3 separate regions of the Gossypium hirsutum genome follow, and all the other regions are linked to region 1. Evidence: chromatin contacts called from public Hi-C data. All regions are on one chromosome and are shown on one strand. Each heading gives the region's core, a stretch centred on a gene start, on an enhancer-like site or on the middle of the called end of the contact. The rest is flanking DNA. Distances are from core to core; before and after follow the strand shown. Region 1 holds the start of LOC107909565 (caffeoylshikimate esterase). Region 2 holds the start of LOC121214769 (zinc finger protein GIS3). Region 3 holds the start of LOC107909559 (pentatricopeptide repeat-containing protein At2g13600).

Region 1 (2,741 bases), core at 156-2,655:
TAAATGCTCCCAAAGAATTCTATTACTTTTGAGAATTCAAGATACAATGGATAAATGAATCCTAATGGATGAATTACAAGTGAGGGGGAGACTCTATTTATAGTTGATCTCCCCAAAACTGACGGTCTAGATCAAGTTACATCGACGAACGAGATTAAGCATATCCCTACAATTAAGGGATTTACAAGATTTACATAATCAAATCAAATCTAATATTATAAGATATGATTCCCCTTAATCTTCTAAGATTAGTTTCCCTATTTACCAAAGTAACCTAACTTTCCATATTTGCATCATTGGGCCACCTAGGCTTTAAATGAACAGGCTTCTTCAATAGTTTTTTGAATCGGGCCAACTCTCGTGGGTCAAATGATCCCGATCTAATCGATAGACCTCTCTGGGATGCATATTGTGTGATGGTCACAGGCTTTGAACTGCGGCCCATAACATCATAATATACATAAACTTTAATTTTATGTAGTTTTATATATGATATTTTGATTTGATTTAATTTTCACGAATTACTAACATCATTATCGATATAACATAATTTTACATTTACATACTGCATCAATAGGCGGTGGCGAAGCTAGGGGGCTGGTAGGGGACCCGGCCCCCCTAAAATGGAATTTTTTTCATTTAGGCCCCTTTATAATTTATAAAATTTTAAATTAGTATTTGTAAAATTGCACTTTGGCCCTCCAAAAATGATAAAATTTTGATTTAATCCTTTAAAAATTATAAAGATATAGACTATTAAAATGATGAAATTACATTTTTACCATCGTAAAAATATATAATTTAATTTTGGCAACTCAAAAAATTTACTGACTTCGCCCATGCAAATAAGTATACTTATTAAATAAAAACAATTTCAATGTGTTTATTTTTAAAATGCATGCAATTGTATCAAAATCAAAGTTTTATGTAGACATTTAAACTACAATAAAAATTTTATGTATATAACTACAGAACATAATTTTTTTTGGTTGCCTAAGGCATCCACTGAAGCGAGCCTGATGACTAACTCTTCGCGTTCAGTAGGCCCATCAAGAGGGTAGACGCTCACCACAAGTTTTGAAGCTACTCTATACCTAAGACAATGAATAAACCCTTATCTATTGATTAAAATAGGAGAGACCATTACTATTTCACCTAACTCCGTAGTTACACAACATAAAAACTTACATATCAAATTATACCTTAATTAAAAATTAAAGTGTAGTTTTGATATTGATTGGTATAACTCATTGTGGTACCGGCCACTATGGTTCAGTGGATTGAACACATTATTTTGGTGAGATTTAAATCAATACTTTTCAAACGGACTTTTGAGTATATATGTACAAAAGAAATGGAGCACGTGGACCACGAGCAATAGTTTATAGTGGGCAGCAAATGTAACATGCAATTGGCTTGGCTTGGCTTTGCCCTGCTTTTCCGTCCAAATTACTACTATATAATAGTAGGGTAGTTCCAGTTCTACTTGACCATTTGGCGGCATTTAGAGTTGCACGCTTGACAGCCTGTCCCACGAAGCCACAACGCATGGATCTCTCTTTAACTTTCAGATCTCCATCACCTTTTCTTCTACCCAAATCCAAACCATCAACCCTCTCCATCCCCCTCATTTCTCTCAAACCATCGCCTCATCGCCTCACGGTGGCAGCGGCTGCAGGGAAGATGAAGATGATTGAGGGCGTCAGTGATGAATTGAACTCCATTGCTTCACAGAATCTTGACTACGCTGCTGCTCGTAGAAGAGTTCGATCTGCTTTCATCCCTGTCCACCAGCAGCTTGATCATTTATTGTTCAAGGTTTGTTTCATTTGCCAACTGATTGCGGCTAATTTAGCACTTTCATCTTTTAAATATTTTAATTTTAGCTTTTCATATACTAATTTTTGTTTTCTTATCTTTTTCTTGCGGAAAATTATGGGATTTTGCTTGTAGATGGCTCCTACTGGTGTAAGAACAGAGGAGGTAAGCGTTTATTTGATTTTTGTCTTTTGTTTGCTCTGAAACTGAAGAGAAGAAAAGTAGCTCAACGTACTAGGATAAGTTACTTTGTAACTGAAACGAAGGTATAAAGTTTACAAACTTTAACTTCTGGACAACTTAGAAAAAAAAAACCCCGTTTTGCCGATTATATATATGTTTAGGGAGTGGTAAGCGAGTAAATTATCACAAATTTTCCAAACAGAAGTGTAAATTTCAATCATTTGAACTTAACAACATTGTTTTGACGTTTTTGTAGTGGATCGAAAGAAACTCAAAGGGATTGGAGATTTTCTTTAGGCGATGGATGCCTGAACCCGGGGTTAAAATTAAGGGTGTCGTATGCTTTTGCCATGGATATGGTGATACTTGCACTTTCTTCTTTGAAGGTCAGCTAATCGTATCTTACAGTAATTTGAATTGCTTCATGTTTCATGGTTTCATATTGTACTTTATTTCTGTAGTTGAACCATGTCCAAGGACTTTATTTGATTCATGGAGAATTTGGGATTACAGGCATTGCTAGGTTCATTGCAGCATCTGGATATGGTGTTTATGCTATTGATCATCCAGGATTCGGTCTTTCTGAAGGATTGCATGGTTACATCTATAGCTTTGATGAATTGGCTGACAATGTCATTGAACAATATGCAAAAATTAAAGGTATGGAATTTGTAGTGTTGGTATTGCCTTGTTTCTTAATAAGTTGTACATTTTTTGCACTTTTGCATTGGAATAGTTAG
Region 2 (2,817 bases), core at 222-2,721, 180 kb before region 1:
GTGAAGCTGTAGGGTGTGTTTCATTTGATAAACCACATTAATTCCATATATATTGTAAGGTACGGACACAATTTGTCTAATGTCAAATGTGCCTCACTGCTTCCATCCTTTTTTAATTATTTAGGCTCCTATTTTTCGTTGCTGGAATTTCAGCTTTTAATTTATTTACCTACATAGAATAATAGTAGGGAAGAAGCTATTAACTCATATGGATGAAAGTTTTGGTTCTAAATTTAGATGTTTAAGATAATTGATATTGGTGAGGAAAATTGAGTTACATACAAGAAGTTTTTATTCTAAATTTAGATCTTAATATACAAAATTAAAATTGGTGAGGAAAGTTAAGTGGTTATATAACTTTAAGAAAAGGGAAAAAAAAGTTATGTGCAAGTGAAACAAATAATTTCCCTGAAAAAATAAATAAAAAAATAAAATTGTTTGAAAATGTACAAAGATCCCAAACACTAAAGACCGAGTCAAGGCCTGGCTGGAGCAAGACTAAGGTGCAAATCTAAGCCCAATGCATCATCAAAACTGGGGCCACCATCTCCCTTTGAAAACCTACGCAACGAGGGTCCATCAACACCCCGTCCATGGTGGCCCCCACCTTGCATCACTTGGGGGCCAACGCTTACGCCCGGATCCCCCAAACCACCACCACCACCATAAGGCAGCCCCGCTGGCCCCCTCCCCACTCCACCACCGCCTCCTCCACCACCAGCGCTCGGAATCACGCAGCCATGTGAGACGTGGAAAGGAGGTGGCCCTCCTCGTGGCAAGTAAACCCAAGACGGTCCCGCCGCAGCTGGCACCACGACGGGTGTAGCCGACGCTAAGAGATGCGGTGGAGGAGCAAAAGCAGAGATGATAGGGTTCCTAGCAAACGAAACCGCGGCGCTTCGAGTGGCTTGAAGTTGAGCACGCTTGAGCTGTTGCCTTTCCTTCTTATGAGCGTTCTGGTGACCTCCTAAAGCTTGAGAGTTAGCAAACTCACGGCAACAATACTGACACTCGTATTTGCGGTCACCAGGAGCAGGGAAGCCACCTGGCTCTGAAGACCCTGATGATGGATCTTTGGTGGTGCTGGATTCCAAAACATCATCATCTTCTGAGACGTTGAAGCCGAAGAGCTTTAGACGTGCAGTAGTGGCGCTGTTGGTTTTGGTATTAGCTTGGTATTCTAACTCTGCCATGTTAACTAGAGAAAAATAGAAAGAGAAATGAAGAAGGATAGTTTAGTAGTTCAATGTAATGTAATGTAAGGGGAAGAGTTGCATGTGTGGGGGTATATATACATGATAAAAAAAAAAGGATTTGTAGAACATGAACAGTACAACTTAGGATGAAAGAGAAAGATTTCGGATATCCCAAGGGGGAAAAAGAAAAAGAGAGTATTAGGGAACACGACACGACCCGAGAACACTTGACTTGGGACCCTCACCCAAGCCTTGTCTTCGCTTAGAGTACCTATTTCTCTAATTTGATACTGTTACTTCATCAATGCATTGCGTTGCATTTATTTTCTTTTTTGGGGGTCTTTTTAAAGCTTGTTTATATTTATACATACAAGAATAAAAATGATTGAATTGGTCCATTTTTATTTATTTATTTTAAATAAGGAGCATCATTTGAGAGAAAATGGGTACCCAAAAAGCAATTGTGGGAGGTTCTTAATATAATGGGAACTTTTGTAGAGAACGTGAAGCAATTAGGTTAGAAAACAGATAGGAGGTAAGGGGGTGTGATCTGGACCACTTTGCTGTAGATGGAAAAGGTTTGAATGGCCAATGAGAAGCTAATAAAGTTGTTTTCATACATTGGTTGGGTTAATGACAGATTTCTAAATAGTGTTCTTACACGACACGTACAATTCCAAGGAGCCGGTGAGGGTAATCTGAAGTGAAGTGAGGTCTATGTAGACTCTATAGGTAGCTAGATCCCTGTTCATGGTGGGCATCAACATGGTATGGTTTTTAATTAACTAAATTTGCTAACAAACAAAATGAGTGTACTAATAAAAAGATTCCATTCGAGATGATGACACATGTTGGAAAACTGGGGACCTTTTTTTGGTAATCACCATGAATTTATTCTTTCTTTCTTTCTTTATTGATCAAGTAGATTAATTAATTACGAAAACAGTAATGTTAGTGGAACTGTCTCCAATGAAACGCCGTGATGCCCATCTCTTAAGTCTTTAATTCCCTGGCAAATCTCTCTGCTACCAAAAATGCCTTCTCTCTCTCTCTCTTCTCTTTTATAGTTGTTAATTTTTGTTTTTATTTGTTCTCTCTCTCTCTCTGTCTCTCTCCCGCGCTTCACTTCAGCTCAATCTCAGGAGCCGACACCGCCACCCAACACCACTCTCGCCCCTCATTTCTCTCTAAAAAGTCAAATTAAATCTAACATGTAAATACATGCATGCATATATATATACAGCACCACTTAGCTGTGTTTCCCAAAATTACCCCACACACACACAAAGGAAAAAAAGGTGGGGAAAAAACCTTGAATTTCAAGTTTTAAACGTATGGTAATGGCGATATTTCGATAATCTAACTATTCATGGATGACATAGATATGGAACTGCTCTTCCACACAACCCCAAACTTTTAAAAGTGTCAATACACTCAAGCATTATATGATGTTGTAGGGTTATAGGGCAGGTGCATATCTAGAAGGGTTACGCATGTTTCACATCAGATAAAACTTTCTGGCAATGGCAAGGATGGGAGTTTAGTCTAAGTCAACCACGTGAAGCAAAGCTTTCACTTGCCTGGTTTGAAAATAAATGGAAGTAGGGTTTGGGGGGTATCG
Region 3 (2,776 bases), core at 74-2,573, 240 kb before region 1:
TACCATTGAGGTTTCAGACACTACATTCCTAACTGGCATCCTATCAAAAATACATCTAGCTTCATTGATTTTATTGCATTTTGCATACATATCAACCAATGCATTTCCCAGGACAAGATCATCCCTCAACTTATTGCATTTCACAACACGAGCATGAATCTGCTTGCCTGACTTGATTGCCGACAAGCTAGCGCAAGCACTAACCACACTGGCATATGTGAGTTCATCTGGTTCAATTCCACAATCCATCATCCTCAAGAAAACCTGAAGAGCTGCACTAGCTGGACCATTTTGCTCATAACAAGTGATCAAACTATTCCAAGAGACTCTATTCCTCTCACTCATATCATCGAAAGCTCTCTGGCCGCAGCTGACACTCCCACATTTTCCATACATATCAACAAGAGCCGAGCCCATATAAACATTGGAAAAGAACCTAGTTTTTGCGATTAAAGCATGGATTTGAGCACCGATTTTAATGTTTTTCAACCCAGAACAAGCGCTAAGAGCACTACCAAACGAGTATTCGTTAAGCACAAAGTCCTCTCTATGCATCCTAACAAAATAGAAAAGAGCCTCTCCGAATCTATCTTGCTGAGCAAACCCTGAAATGATGGAATTCCAAGAGCACTGATCATGCTCAGGCATGGAATAAAAAAACCCTGCTGCCTCATCAACGTAACCCAATTTCGTCAATACAGATATGACCGAGTTCCAAGAAAAAATGTTTCTTTGAGGCATTCTGTTAAACACCTTCCCGGCATCCTCCAAGGAGCCACATCTGCCGTAGGCATCGATAAGCCTGTTTAGGATAAAAGTCTCAGACGCAAAATTAGATTTGATTATCCGAACATGTAACCGACGTATATCAAGGAGAGACTTGGATTGGATGTAGGAACCCAAAAGCTTAGCAAAAGGAGAAGAGTCGGGCAGTGAAAGATCACCCACAATTTGTTTGTGCAATCCAAGTTTCGCCATTCCATTATCCTGGAAGAAACAAAGTTGGTGGGCATTGCTCTTTTGCTACGGTTTTTGCATCTCCCTTAGCATTTGGCTGCAAACTGAGATGTTTCTAACTCAGTAATGGAAGGAAAATAGAAGTGATGCCAACAGTTTTTTTTTTTTTTCAAAATTTCTAGTTATGGAAAAGATTTCAATGACAATAACGAGTCAACTCTCCGACAACGAGACGCGAAGTAAGTGGAGAGTCGGATTCTAATACCTGAGCAGCAGTGACCTTTGAAATGTGATTAAACAGTGTTTCTTTTTTGGGTGGAAATTCTACCGGTTGTTGGGCTTCAGAGCTCACAAAACATGCGAAGCTCTTAATCCCGTTCCTAACCATCTTAACTAGAGGTGTTCATTGGTTTGGGATGAGTTTTGACTGGGTTTGGGTTAGGTCCAAATAAAAATTAAGCCCGTTTATTAAGCTTATGCCCGGCCTAAAAAGTTGGTTTAAATTTTTGTTTAAATTCGACCCGGATAAAAATATTAAAATTGGAGCTCGGCCTAGCCCACCTATATTAAATTTTTATATTATTTTTTATATAAATTTTAAATATATATAATATATCAAAAATACTAAAAACATCAAAAATAAATATTTCCCAACAAATTGAAAATAAATTTTAAAAAATATGTATACTTAAATGATATTAAGATAGATGCAACTTAATAAGCAAATGCCTCTAAAATAATAACAAAATTAATTATAAAACAAGTTTTATACAATATCCAAACAATAACAACAAAATAGTAGCAACATAATAGTAAAATGGTAGCAAAATAAGGAGAAAACAATAAAAAATAAAAAAAATAAAAAAAAAAGATTTTTTTTATACTTTAGTAAATTTAGGTCGGGCCAGGCTGGGTCTGGTCAAAATATACCTTACCCGAGGCCGCACTCATTTTTTTAATCGAGTCTTATTTTTTTTGTACAAGCCCGTTTTCGGGCCTATATTTTTTTCCAAACCCATCCACATTTCGGGCAGGCCTTCGGGACGGGTCAGATGGCCCGACCCATGAACAGGTCTAATCTTAAGTTGAAACCATCTGAATTTGATAAAGTTTGAACCGGTAACATATCTGAGCTCGAGATAAATTCGATTCAAAGCTCGAGAAAGTCTGACTTTATAAATCAACAACCATAATAAACATTAATAATTAATATAATTTTATGATATTATTTAAAATATAAATAAATGATAATTTTTTTAAAATATATTTATAAACCTTGCATATTTATATCAAAATATGATTAATGGGAAAAATTAATTAGTAATAATATTTATGTTAAATTATAAGATGGAATAAATTTTTAAAAACATTAATTTAACATAAAATATTTTTAATATTATAATTATACATGTATAATAAATATATAAAATTAATAATTATTAAAATCTATAAATTAAAAATTAATGATAATATAATAATATATTATATAACTATTACTGAAATCGATTACTTAACCTTAAACCGATATATTAAATTAGTATATTACTAGTACATAAAATAATATTATAATATATAGCTATTACTAAACATATTAATACATATACAACTATTATAATATAAATTATAATAAAAGATATAATAATACTACATGATATTATAATGTTTAATCATCAATGCATATATATATAACTATTGCTATATTATATACTATATGATATGATATAGCATTATATAATATAATATAATAGGAGGGCTAACTTCCAAATGTAAAAAAATATAAGGACTTAGAGAATATTCCAACTAGTATAATAATAAACAA

What was found. A called contact is a pair of places that touch in the nucleus more often than the background predicts.
Region 2: a Hi-C map of leaf shows a contact between it and region 1, with 1.7 times the contacts expected there. The contact joins the promoter of LOC121214769 here to the promoter of LOC107909565 in region 1. A contact is called at or near these places in 3 of 34 Hi-C or Micro-C datasets (all in leaf).
Region 3: a Hi-C map of leaf shows a contact between it and region 1, with 2.2 times the contacts expected there. The contact joins the promoter of LOC107909559 here to the promoter of LOC107909565 in region 1. A contact is called at or near these places in 3 of 34 Hi-C or Micro-C datasets (callus, hypocotyl and leaf).

Annotation. Positions count from the first base shown.
Region 1 is chrD02:63,610,964-63,613,704 of Gossypium_hirsutum_v2.1, reverse strand. LOC107909565 (caffeoylshikimate esterase) reads left to right here and starts at 1,405. Exons shown (of 8, transcript XM_016837147.1): 1 at 1,405-1,818; 2 at 1,954-1,983; 3 at 2,258-2,387; 4 at 2,515-2,661. The coding sequence starts at 1,549.
Region 2 is chrD02:63,789,686-63,792,502 of Gossypium_hirsutum_v2.1, reverse strand. LOC121214769 (zinc finger protein GIS3) reads right to left here and starts at 1,471. Exons shown (of 1, transcript XM_041088981.1): 1 at 265-1,471. The coding sequence starts at 1,193. The coding sequence ends at 477.
Region 3 is chrD02:63,847,882-63,850,657 of Gossypium_hirsutum_v2.1, reverse strand. It overlaps LOC107909559 (pentatricopeptide repeat-containing protein At2g13600), which reads right to left and starts at 1,323. Exons shown (of 2, transcript XM_016837142.2): 1 at 1,223-1,323; 2 at 1-1,061. The coding sequence starts at 978.